Regions from separate parts of the Zea mays genome. Here all the other regions are linked to region 3. A link is a contact called in public Hi-C data. All regions are on one chromosome and are shown on one strand. Each heading gives the region's core, a stretch centred on a gene start, on an enhancer-like site or on the middle of the called end of the contact. The rest is flanking DNA. Distances are from core to core; before and after follow the strand shown.

Evidence for each region. Hi-C and Micro-C count contacts between places; a contact is called where the count stands out from the background.
Region 1: a Hi-C map of tassel shows a contact between it and region 3, with 4 times the contacts expected there. The contact joins the promoter of LOC100192606 here to the promoter of LOC100191649 in region 3. A contact is called at or near these places in 3 of 25 Hi-C or Micro-C datasets (ear, root tip and tassel).
Region 2: a Hi-C map of bundle sheath shows a contact between it and region 3, with 3 times the contacts expected there. The contact joins the promoter of LOC100274113 here to the promoter of LOC100191649 in region 3. A contact is called at or near these places in 8 of 25 Hi-C or Micro-C datasets (bundle sheath, ear, endosperm and 4 more).

What each region holds. Positions count from the first base shown.
Region 1 is chr9:93,918,053-93,922,342 of Zm-B73-REFERENCE-NAM-5.0, reverse strand. LOC100192606 (NAD(P)-binding Rossmann-fold superfamily protein) reads left to right here and starts at 1,414. Exons shown (of 10, transcript NM_001365538.2): 1 at 1,414-1,591; 2 at 1,708-1,769; 3 at 2,221-2,340; 4 at 2,445-2,544; 5 at 2,661-2,741; 6 at 2,877-2,926; 7 at 3,037-3,187; 8 at 3,730-3,786; 9 at 3,870-3,991; 10 at 4,088-4,290. The coding sequence starts at 1,577.
Region 2 is chr9:93,976,888-93,980,631 of Zm-B73-REFERENCE-NAM-5.0, reverse strand. LOC100274113 reads right to left here and starts at 2,165. Exons shown (of 2, transcript NM_001148492.1): 1 at 889-2,165; 2 at 1-466. The coding sequence starts at 2,140. The coding sequence ends at 78.
Region 3 is chr9:94,128,061-94,131,993 of Zm-B73-REFERENCE-NAM-5.0, reverse strand. LOC100191649 reads left to right here and starts at 2,244. Exons shown (of 6, transcript NM_001137078.1): 1 at 2,244-2,363; 2 at 2,458-2,572; 3 at 3,839-3,933. The coding sequence starts at 2,330.

The DNA.
Region 1 (4,290 bases), core at 165-2,664, 210 kb after region 3:
GATATCAAGGGGGTAAGTGTAAAAAAACACAATACGTATCTTGTTAAAGAAACGTCCCTAGCATAGTTCTCTAAATTTGGATACAGTTCCAGCCATACAACCCACATAAATAAAACATATCTTAAGTGATTCTAGTGAATAAGATATAAGGCTAATAGAAGAACCAACGGAAGGCTTCATACTCTTGCCACATCATCAAGAGCCAAGAATACAACAATATATATAGCAAGTTTATGCTTAGATGACTTTAAGTTAGAAAGAAAAATAATTCAGATTGGCTAGAAAAAGAAAGAGTCAACCTTAACTCCCGCAGCAGGCTATAAGCATGCTCTTTCTTCTCGTATAATACGTTGAAGCTAAACTCCTTATGAAACATCCACTTTCTTTCCTCTCTTGTGTTCCCACCTTGCCACTTAGGATTTTGTAACATGGAGTTGTTCGAAGTCCGTCTAGTCAGCCTTATTATACTTGCTTTTAAATACATTAAGTTGTATGAAAGAATTTCCTAGTGCTTGGAGAAATGTAACATGATATCTAGGTTGTATAGGCATCAAAACGTGTACTATGCTGCTCCCTAGTGACTTGCATGACAGACTAGCGCAGCGCAACACGGCTCACGCATGGTGACGCATAGCGGCGCAGCCACAACCGCTTGGCGCCGGGCGCGACTCGAGCGGCGGCAAGGGCATGGAAGACTTTTTAGAATACAAGAGACAAATAAAAGATTGTACAATATAATCCTTAGACTCTAGATAATAAATGCAGCTAGGAGGCAATATATATAAAGAGTCGTGAATAGACGGGCTATTGCGTAGAGCTAGTTTTTTTTGTATTTTTTCACTGTCCTTTATAAACTCTTAAGAGACCATATATTAAATATGGTTATACACACCTTAATAATAATTACCATGGCCCTAATCGCCAAGGCCATAATTTATACGAACTACCCTCGTCGCATCCCGATGTCATTACCGCATGTAGATGTAGTACTGTCCTCGCATGCCGATGTAATTGCCGCATCGACGTGGCGGCTAATTTTCTTTTCAGAAACCGATGATGGCCAATTATCTGTCCAAACGGCAGGATAGAAAAAACTGTTGGAAACCAAATGCTTGCTATCCCGAAAGCCCATTTTTTTGAAAAGAAAGCCCAAAATTAGACGTGGGTCTTGCAGCGCTTCCTCGGAATCCAACAAACCGAACAGGCCCAAATCAGTTTGCCCCAACCAAAACGAGACCCAAGCAAGACACTCGTGGAGCCCAGCTCACCCGAAAGCTGCATCAGCGGCCCACGAGCACAACGGACGCCGTGCCACTCACGGGCTCACGGCTGGTGGAGACGGAGAGGCTAGGCGGGGACGGCCTGCCCCTGCGCCCCTGCCATCTTGCGCGGCGCAGCATCGGCCACCGAGGCGCGGCTTCTCGATTCTTGACCATCCTGCTGTTCTGCCTTCTCCGTCCGCGCCTTCGAGAAGGCCACAGAGCGAAGGAATTGCAGAGTTTTCTTGGCGCGAAAGAAGGAGAGAGAGAGAGAGAGAGAGAGAGAGAGAGAGAGAGAGAGAGAGAGGAAGACGAAGATGTTTATCCAGAAGGTGATTATCATGTCTCCAATCATTGTTTGTCGTGCAGATAATGCGCGAGCAGACATGCTCTGGTTGCTTTAACGAGTGTGTGATCTGCGTTGATTGTGTTTTCATGGGGGGCGCAGGCATGGAGGACGGCGGCGTTTGGGCTCTACGGCTTCAACCATTTCACAAAATCTGGTTTCCTGTAAGCCTCATTCAGCCCCGGCCCCTCAATCATCTCCCCCCAGTATTCGTCCTTTCTCTGTAGTTCGCACAATTTTGTGCGACCGCGTTCGTTGCTGTCGAATACTAATTTCTTGCGAGTCCGGCTTTGTTGGAATCGATTGTTCCTTAAATTGAATTTAGACTAAGATAACTAGGCTGACGGCCCCTTGGGATCCAAATTTTGGCATCGCACTGGATGTTTAGTTTAATTTCATCAGGATTAAACCCCAATTTTCAAACAGTAATTTAAAGGGTTTTGTGGAACAGAAAACCTGATCCTCAAAATGGTCTAGAGCTGTCACTGTAAACGATTAAATTTTGTAGTGTATGGCAAAACAATAAATCCCTGACGGGTGATGGCCCCCTCCCCTCTGAAACGAACAGGACAGTGGCTTTTTTCGTATGATGAAGCAATGTGTCCTTTATTACAGGGAGCATGCGAAGAAATTCAGAGAGGAGGATATGCAGATCCGGTTGGATGGAAAAAATTGCCTAGTAACTGGAGCGAATTCTGGCATTGGTTTTGCTACGGCTGAGGGTTTGGCTTCACAGTATGGATCTATTCTTTGTTTTTAAAATGATGATTTGTTCTAGAAAATACTGATTTCATTACGTGATTCCTATAAAAAAATATTGGTTTCTATTCTTCTACCAGTGGTGCTACCGTCTATATGGTCTGTCGTAACAAGGAGAGAGGGGAGGCAGCTCTCAACCAAATAAGATCCAAAACTGGCAATGCAAATGTTCATCTGGAGGTATGATGCTTGTTGATTCTCTAACATGTTTGGGAGATTCAACTGTTCTTCATAATAATATATTAATATGTGATGGTTATGAGAAAATAAGACGCAACACTATTATCATGTGGCAGATATGTGACCTTTCATCTATCAATCAAGTAAAATCGTTTGCAACAAAGTTCACTTCGATGGATAAACCACTCCATGTCTTGGTGAGGACTGTTGTTTCAAGCACACTGCCGTTTTGCATCTTTCCCAGCTGCTTTTAGTTTCTATGTCAATGCTTTAAAGTTTCTCTAAATCAGATTGACCAAATTTTGATATAAAACTATTAATTTGCCATCTAGGTAAACAATGCTGGCTTACTAGAGCACAAGCATGAGATTACAGCAGAAGGGTAAGTGATATGTTGGTTTGCAAACAGCCAATTAATTTATACATCATATGAATAGTTTTATCACTAAAATCATATCCATGCTCTTTTCTTTTCCCTTTTTTTGGGAACAGGTTGGAGCTCAATTTTGCTGTCAATGTAGCTGCGACATACACTTTAACAGAGCTAGTTATGCCGTCATTGGAGAAAGCGGCACCAGATGCTCGTGTCATCACAGTTGCATCAGGAGGCATGTACACCGAGCCACTGAACAAAGACTTACAGGTAATTATTTTTCTAGGTTGCCTTCGTTTACATTATATTAGCCTGTAGTCTGAAGAGATGAACCATAGTTCATTGATGAAGTGGAGCAAGTAAGCCCTGTTTCTTTTTAAGCTTGTGATGAAACATGCCATGAGGGTTCATTCGAGGCGAAGTTGGCAAATCAATGAGATAGCGGTGAACAGATCTGCAAATCAAGACATCAATTTGCGTTGGATGTTGTGCAATTCCTTGGGAGAGCTTTCAGATTTAGGATTGTTTTACACTCATATCATTGAAAGTACACTTGTTCTGTAGGCTGTGAAGGGTTTATTACAAAATCCACTTTTCCTTTATCATGAGATGCTTGCAAGGGAAGAAAGGGTGGGATTTGTCAGTTTTTGTTTGTTATGGAAAATGAGCTAGGATTTGAATGTACTCGTTTTCACTCCCATATGATAACGTCAATCATCATACCTCTTGTTCTTTTTTCATGTCAGGATCTTAGTCTTATCTCATTTCAATTATGGTTAATCTCTTCATCTCTCATTGCTTAAAATCCTCAGTTCACCGAAGGCACCTTCGATGGGACGCAACAGTATGCTCGAAACAAAAGAGTTCAGGTTTGTCCAGATTGAACCATGCATTCTCTGCCCTACACAGTATGGGACCAAGATAGTAATTATGCTAATGGAATCTCTCTCAGGTGGCACTGACTGAATGGTGGGCTGAGAAAAGCGGTGACAGGGGAGTCGGTTTCTACGCCATGCATCCTGGATGGGCCGATACGCCTGGGGTCGCCAAGAGCTTGCCCGGACTGTCAGAGAGGTGGGGTTTGCTGTCCTTGTTCATGCTTTGTCCGGTTATGGTTCTGGGCTACCAAGTACACTGATGATTCCTGGCGCATTCAATCCATCATTTCAGGTTGTCTGGAAACCTGAGAACAAATGACGAAGGAGCTGATACAGTGGTTTGGTTGGCGTTGCAACCTAAGGAGAAGTTAGCCTCGGGAGCCTTTTACTTCGACCGTGCTGAAGCACCAAAACATTTGAAGTTTGCTGGGACTGCAGATTCGCACGCTCAGATAAACCCTATCGTTGATAGCATTAGATCCATCTGTGGTCTCT
Region 2 (3,744 bases), core at 916-3,415, 150 kb after region 3:
CACTACAACGAATGCTCGATCCTGTTGCTCCGCCAACCATGCGAAACCATAAACCGGTCCAACGCCGTCGGTAACGGTCACCCTTGCTGGCTGCCGGGCTTGATTAGCGGCTGCTGCGAGGTCTTGGCCCACTCCTCGGGCGGGCTCTTCACCTCCTTGAGCAGCGCCACCACCTCCTTCATCGTCGGCCGCTCGTGGGGCGCCGTGTTAACACAGAAGATGGCCACGCCCAGCGTCTGCAGCATCTCCTGCACCAGCTGGTCCGGCATGCCCCGCAGCTTCGGGTCCAGGATGTTCACCGCCGGCTCGTAGCTGCCCATCTTCTTCTTCGCCCACTCCACGATGTGCAGGCTGGCCTCACCCAGCACTGGCTCTATGGCGCTCCGCCCGCTTAGGATCTCCAGCAGCACCACGCCGTAGCTGTAAACGTCGCTCTTCTCCGTGATGTTGCTCGTGTACGCGTACTCTGAAATGTAGCACACATGTGTAAACAATTCAGAGTCTTTTGAAGATGATCATTCAGTCATATATGTGATCTATCAAGCAAAAAATATATATAATACTATGTAGAAACAATATCCTCCAACTGACCAAAAGGATACTAGTGATGTGAGGAACTAGTCAGGACTAGGACAAACTTCATTAGTGTCGAGACAGAGTGATCACTGTTACCAGCTTAAGCTACAAGCAACTGATGAAGAACAAGGTTAAGGTTGCTAGAAGCAACCACAGGTCAAAGATTCTCGCTTAGCAGCAGCATTACCAAAGAACTACTGACCTGTGGCATTAATTAGGGTTGCTGTTCTTGTACACTACTACGTCTAATTGCTGAAGAAATAAGAACAGCTAAATGCTGATTAACAGTAACAGCAAAAAAAACTAGCTTACCTGGAGCAATGTATCCATAAGAACCGGCAATGCGTGACATGGCGTGATGGTAATTTGGGGAGTTCATCAGCTTGGCCAGCCCAAAATCAGCCAAGTAGGCCTCATACTTGGAATCGAGCAGTATGTTGTTGCACTTGACATCCCTGTGGAGTATCGCTGGAATGCAGTCGTGGTGCAGGTAGGCCAGGCCCTGCGCCGTCCCGACGGCGATCTTGTACCTCGTGTCCCAGTCCAGGCTCCTGTTCTCCTTCAGGAGCTCCAGCAGGTTGCCGTTGGGGATGTAGTTGTAAAGCAGGAGCTTGACAGACCTGTTAGAGCAGTAGCCGAGTAGCTTCACGATGTTCCGGTGTCTGATGTGCCCCAAAATCTGGATCTCAGCTGCAAAGGCGTCGATCGGCTCGTCCTTGCCGGCCTTCCAGAGCTTCTTCACTGCGATGATGTCCCCGTTCGGCATCTCAGCTCTGTACACCACCCCCGAGCAACCTTTGCCGATCACGTTCTCGTCCTTTAGGCATGCCAAGATGTGGTCGATGCAGAAGTTAAGCTTCTGGAACGGCGTAAACGTCCAGGGGTTGGAGAAATCATCACCACAAGCACCAGACAAGCTCATCGCCTTCTGGCTGGCCAGCTTCCTGCTCCTGTTGATCAGAATCCAAACCACAACAAGCAGCAGCGCCACCGACCCCAGAACGCCGCAGACGAGAATCACGGTCTTGACCGTCTTCAGGGCAGACCTGCGAACCGTGTCCGCCGCACAGGAGTGCCCGTCGTAGGACTCACAGAGGTTGGCATTACCAATATAGGAGTTGGACGACAATGTCTTGAAGAACGGCGTCACTGGGATGGCGCCAGAGAAGTTGTTGTACGAGATGTTGAGGGAAGTCAGGCTGGTGAGCTCACCAAGGACCGAGATGCTGCCGTAGAGGCCATTGCTCGCGAGGTTGAGGGACTGCAGCTGCGTCAAACCGGACATCTCGTCAGGCAGCTCGCCGACGAACTTGTTCAAGCTCAGGTCCAGGCTGATGCCCAGGCTCGACAGCGCGCCGATCTCCGGCGGTATGGGGCCGGAGAAGCTGTTGTTGCTCAGGTCCAGCATTGTCAGTTTCTGCAGGTTCCGAATCGACTTGGGCAATGGCCCGGACAGATTGTTGCCGCTGAGGATCAGCTTGTTGAGGTAGCTGAAGTTACCAAAGCTCGCCGGTATCTCGCCGGTGAGCTCGTTCATGCTCAGGTCGAGCTGCTCTAGGTTCATGAGCTCCCCAAACTGCGGCGGGATGCCACCGGTGAAGCTGTTGTTGTGCACGTCCAGCAACTCCAGCACCGTGATGTTGGCGAGCTCGCCTGGCAGCTTGCCGGTGAACCTGTTTGAGTACAGGTCCAGGAACACCAGGTTCTGCAGCTTGCCGATCTCTCTGGGTATCTGGCCCACGAGCTTGTTCTCGCCGAGCCGGAGGCGCACCAATGATAAGCAGTTGGCGACGCTCGGGGGCAGCGGACCGGAGAGCTCGTTGCCCAGGAGGAGCAGCTTGCTGAGCTTCTGCAGCCCGAACACCTCGTCGGGGATGCCGCCGGAGAAGCGGTTCTTTGACAGGTCCAGCGCGTACAGGTCGGTGCAGTTGCCCAGGGACGGCGGGATCGCGCCAGACAGCGCGTTGCCCCAGAGGAACAGCACCTGCAGCGCCTTCAGCTCTCCAAGCTGCGGCGGGATCGCGCCAGAGAAGCCGTTCTTGTCGAGCTGCAAGGCGGTGAGGCTGCTCAGGTTGCTGAGCTCCGGCGGTATGCGCCCCGTGAGCTGGTTGTCCGATAGGTGCAGCTGCTCGAGCGCGCCGAGCCGGCCGAGCGCCCCGGGCACCTCGCCGGTAAGCCGGTTGCCCGACAGGTCGAGCACCACCAATGCGGAGCAGTTGGATAGCTCCGGCGGGATCTTCCCGGAGAGGGCGTTGCCCCAGAGGAGCAGACTGGTGAGCTTCTGCAGCCTCCCGAGCTCCGGCGGTATCGGGCCGGTGAGCTTGTTCATGTGAAGGTAGAGGTTGCGCAGCTCGACGCAGCCGCCGAGCGCGGCGGGTATAGACCCGGACACGCTGGTGTCGTACAATGCCAGCGTCTGGAGGTTGACGAGGCTGCCGAACTCCTCGGGGATGGGACCGGAGAGCGCGGTGACCGCGGCGCCGAAGACGGTGAGGTTGGAGAGCGCGCCGAGCGAGGCCGGGATGGGGCCCGACAGCGCCGGGTTGCCGCCGACGCGGAACTGCTGGAGCGCGGCGAGCGCGCCCAGCGAGGCCGGTATGGTGCCGTTGAGGAGGTTGTCCTGGACGCAGAGCACCTGGAGCGCGGAGAGGTTGGCGAGCGAGCGCGGGATGCCGCCGGTGAGACGGTTGGAGTTGAGGAGCAGGAACTGGAGCCCCGAGAGCGCGCCGAGCCCGTCGGGGATGTCGCCGGTGAGCGCGTTGGAGGAGAGGTCGAGGACCCGCAGCGCGGAGAGCGACGCGTACGAGGGCGGGATGGCGCCGGAGACGTTGCAGGCGGAGAGGTTGAGCAGCTGCAGCGAGGAGAGCGTGGCGAGGGCCGGCGGCAGCGAGGACAGGTTGAGGAAGGTGTCGGGCAGCGAGAGGGACACCACCCGGCTCTGCGGCGAGCACGTGACCCCCTGCCACGAGCACGGCGTCGCGGCCCTGGGGTCCCACGACGGCAGCACGGGCGACGGCGCCGCGCCGGGCAGCAGCGACAGCAGCGCCTTGCCGTCCGGCGACAGCGCCGCGGCCGGCTGGGCCGTCCCGACCGACAGCGCCACGAGCGCGGCGGCGACGACCACAGCCGCAGAGAAGAGCCGGGCACGCCGGTGGTGCGCCATTATTA
Region 3 (3,933 bases), core at 995-3,494:
TTTTTTCATGTTTGGTGTAATGTTATTTTTACCTATTTTTTGTTTATATATATTGCTACGACTAGAAGCGAGGTTACGAGGAACCTGAAGATCAATCAGAGAAGTACCTAGAGTTGCAAGTAAAAGGCAAGTTGTATCCTTGATCACCTTCTTAACCTAATAACGTTCCTATTTCTGATAATCACTGTGACATGCTTAGGTTAACTTGATGGGATCTAATAGGTTACCTAGTTTTGTTTACCCCACATCTTGCATATAAATGAATTATGGGGTAGTCTTGCTATTGTTCTACCTGGTATTTTGGTTAATACTACTTATAAATCATGCTCATGTTCCATTATTATTTATTACCGTTGGCTTTATTATGATACAAGATAAAATTATATTGTTTAATTAGAACATGAAGCGACCATTCAAGACAACAGTGCAACCACAAGAACTATAGGGCTCTGATCTTGGCCAATTAATTAGGAAAGCTAGTATGATATAATCTTTTCCCAAAAGAGATAAACGGCTAGGTGTCGTTACAGAGCATAGTGCTGGCTGTAATTACTGCGATGGGGTTATACACTGTGAAAAAAGGCTTATGCTTTCTTTGTCCTGAAACCATAGCGGGTTTTCTTATGCTAGTAAAACTTTGTAAATGCCTCGTAGCATTTCTATGCCACCACACCCTGGTAGTGTGGTATTGTGCTGGCCGGCACACGCGTGATTGCATGCAAACTTCTCTGAACTTTTACACAAATTGTGGGTAGAATCATGGCCGATCAGACCATCACAAACATTCCTACAGGTTGCACACAACCACTCATGGACCAAGCCAGTTATTAGGGCGTCTGCAATGGTCCTAGCTAGATGGTAGTTAGGAAGCCTCCATATCATTCTTATAGTTGATACTAATAGATAATGCTATACTATGCTATCTACTTCCTCGGTCCTAAATTAAAATTCGTTTTAAATAATTAATACTACCTACATTCACAAATATACGACAACATTGACTTTTTTCGAAAACTTTGACCACTCATTCAAAAATATTTATTCAAAAATGTAAAAATTTTAATCAAGCATAGACTACTTTAAAAGATAAAACAAATCACAACAAAATAAATGATAACTCATTATTTTTTTAAATAAGACGAGTAGTCAAAATTTTTTTTAAAAAAGTCAACAGTGTCAAATATTTATGAACTAAAGGAGTAGATTCATACAATATTTAATGCATGTGTTCTATATATATCTAAATTCATCATAATTTAGTTGAATACATATATAAAAATCAAGAGATAAAACAAACACTATTTTTAGACAAAGAGAGTATTTATTAGTTAATTTTTTGTGTCTCGTTGCGCGTGTGGACGAATGAGATGGGAGACGAGCGATGATTTGTGCCTCGTCTCGCGAGGTTAACGAGCGACGAAGTAAACACTAGCTTAGATTTTTTTTTTGACTTGTTTTCACACAGGACTTATGCTTACACGAACTACTAAGGTGGTGTTTGGTTTTAGGGACTAATGTTTAGTCCCTTCATTTTATTCCTTTTTAGTCTATAAATTGCTAAATATAGAAACTAAAATAAAGTTTTACTTTCTATATTTGGTAATTTTGGAACTAAAATGGAATAAAATGTAGGGACTAAACATTAGTCCCTACAAACCAAACACCCCCTAAATACCTGACTGACTTATCTTTGTTGGGGACGCCCTTATCGAACTTGGGCTGGTCCACCATCCACAAACGTCAGTCGCTCTGCCTGCCACCACCAGCAGCTAATGAAAACGGGCCCACAGCCCTTAAAACCTCGTGTCCTGCTCTTTTTGCTTCACCAAATTTCTTACGGCCCACCAGGCCACCATGAACCGGTCATTATATTAACAGACGCCATTTACTCCGATTCGAATTTCCAAATCCCGCTGCCGACGCGACGTCCTCGCCAACGGCCGGCCCTCCACCTCTTTTCCCGCCCCGCGCCTCGCGATTCAAACGGCGCTGCGGATGGGTTGGTAACGCCCCACTCCCCGCTCCGCTCCTCGTCCCGCTCATACGGCAAGCCACGCAACTCAAACCACCCTCACTCACTGACAGGTGGACCCACAAACCCCAACAGGCCCCGCACGCCGGCGTAAGAGTTATCCCGCGGGGGCACGCGGGTATGCACACCATCTGTGACTCTGTGAGTGGCTGCGCCGCCGTTATTTATACGCTCCTCTTTCGCCAAATACGGGGAGTCGGAGACCCCAAACCTCTGTCGAAAGTTTCACCTCCGGTCGCTGGTTTCCTCCAATCTCCGTGGTAGTTCAGCGCGAGCGGGCGGCGGGGTTTGAGCTCGATGGTCACTTCCGGCGAACAATCGGCTGGCGGCGGTACGGAGATTCCTATTTCTGTACCTTGTTCCGGTGTGTTTTCAGGCGGATGCGTGCATGCTACGGTCGTTGATTTTATTTATCATCTGTGAAGGGTCTGCGGCGAGGGCGTCGAAGCTGCGGTACCCGCTGCGGTCGGCGAGCAAGGGGAAGGCGGCGGTCGTTTCCCCGGCGGCTGATGCTCCTCCCACCATCTCTGCTCCGCGACGGTGCGTTTTCACGTTGCTGCCATCTTTTGTTTTTTTCTTTCCTTTCCACATCTTACGATGGGTGCAATCTTATTTCACTCGTGGATCCGCGATTGTTGTGTTTTGTTCAAATCTGATAATATAGTTCCTAGCAGTTCTGTCGTGCAGGAGTAGGGCATGCCTATTGATAGGCCCACTTTGTGGGGTGCTAAATTGCTAACGGTTACTGAGATGCAACTGTTCAAATGACGCTATTCAATTTTAACAATCCGTTAGTAATTTGTTCTTGAACAGTGGATGATAGCTCTGCAGTTGGTTTTTGCTGGACCTACCTACTTCAGAAAGTAGCTGAGGATAGTGTTTTTTCTCGAGACCAAATGGGGACCATGATAGCCAACATGAAACTATATATAGTAGTAATGATGGTGCATCTGTTGGCATGTCAAAGGTAGTAGGTGCAATTCCATTTCAGGAATATTATGAAGAAAAATTAACCCTGGCAATCTATAAGCAGTAAAGCAGGCCTTGTTGTTGTAGTTAACAAGGGGTAGATCTATTCTGGGGGTTTATGGTTTCACTCAACTAAAGTTTAGTCCGTGTCACGTTGGATGTTTGAAAGACAATTACGAGTATTAAATATAGTCTGGTTACATTAATAAAGACTAAACACTGAGATATAAATTTATCAAGTCTATATTTAATACTTATAATTAATATTCAAACATCTGATATGGCATAGACTAATCTTTAGTCAGAGAAACCAAATGTTCCCTTAGTCTCAGCTGCCTAACTGAGATTTGCTGGATAAAATCCTGCAGTCCCACACTCCCACTTGCCATATCTTAGTTTTGCCTATTCCTGAGCTCAAGTCTCTGAACTCATTGTAAATATATAGGAGCTAATTTAGACAGGTAACTCTGTGATGTTTCTTTGTGGGTCTCCTTCATATACAGTAGAGGCGTGTACAGCTTTAGGTGTAGTAGGTCTAGGTAGTTGCACATTGATTTGTTCAGCAGCACTAGTGCATTACCCATCACGATGCCGAGCTAGTGAGCTATCAAAACTTCAAGCAGTCTATGGGAAGATCATCCGTCAGCCTTCAAGACAGTAGAGATGTGCAGGCTATCTCTTCAAAACTAAGCATTTGATTGTTTGGTGTTATGTCAGTTTACCTACAATTGTCTATAATTTAAGCTGGGCACCTCTCAACTTCCATCGCAACGTTTATATGAGCTACTAGTTTTTTTGCTCTAAGAGAACATTCTTCATCTGATTCCTTATATATAGGGCAAAACCATCTTCAGATGTCAGCAAGAGCATGTGTTTAGACCTTTCTGTGAAGGATAATTCTGCCAAACCCCCACGGAGGCACTCAATACAAA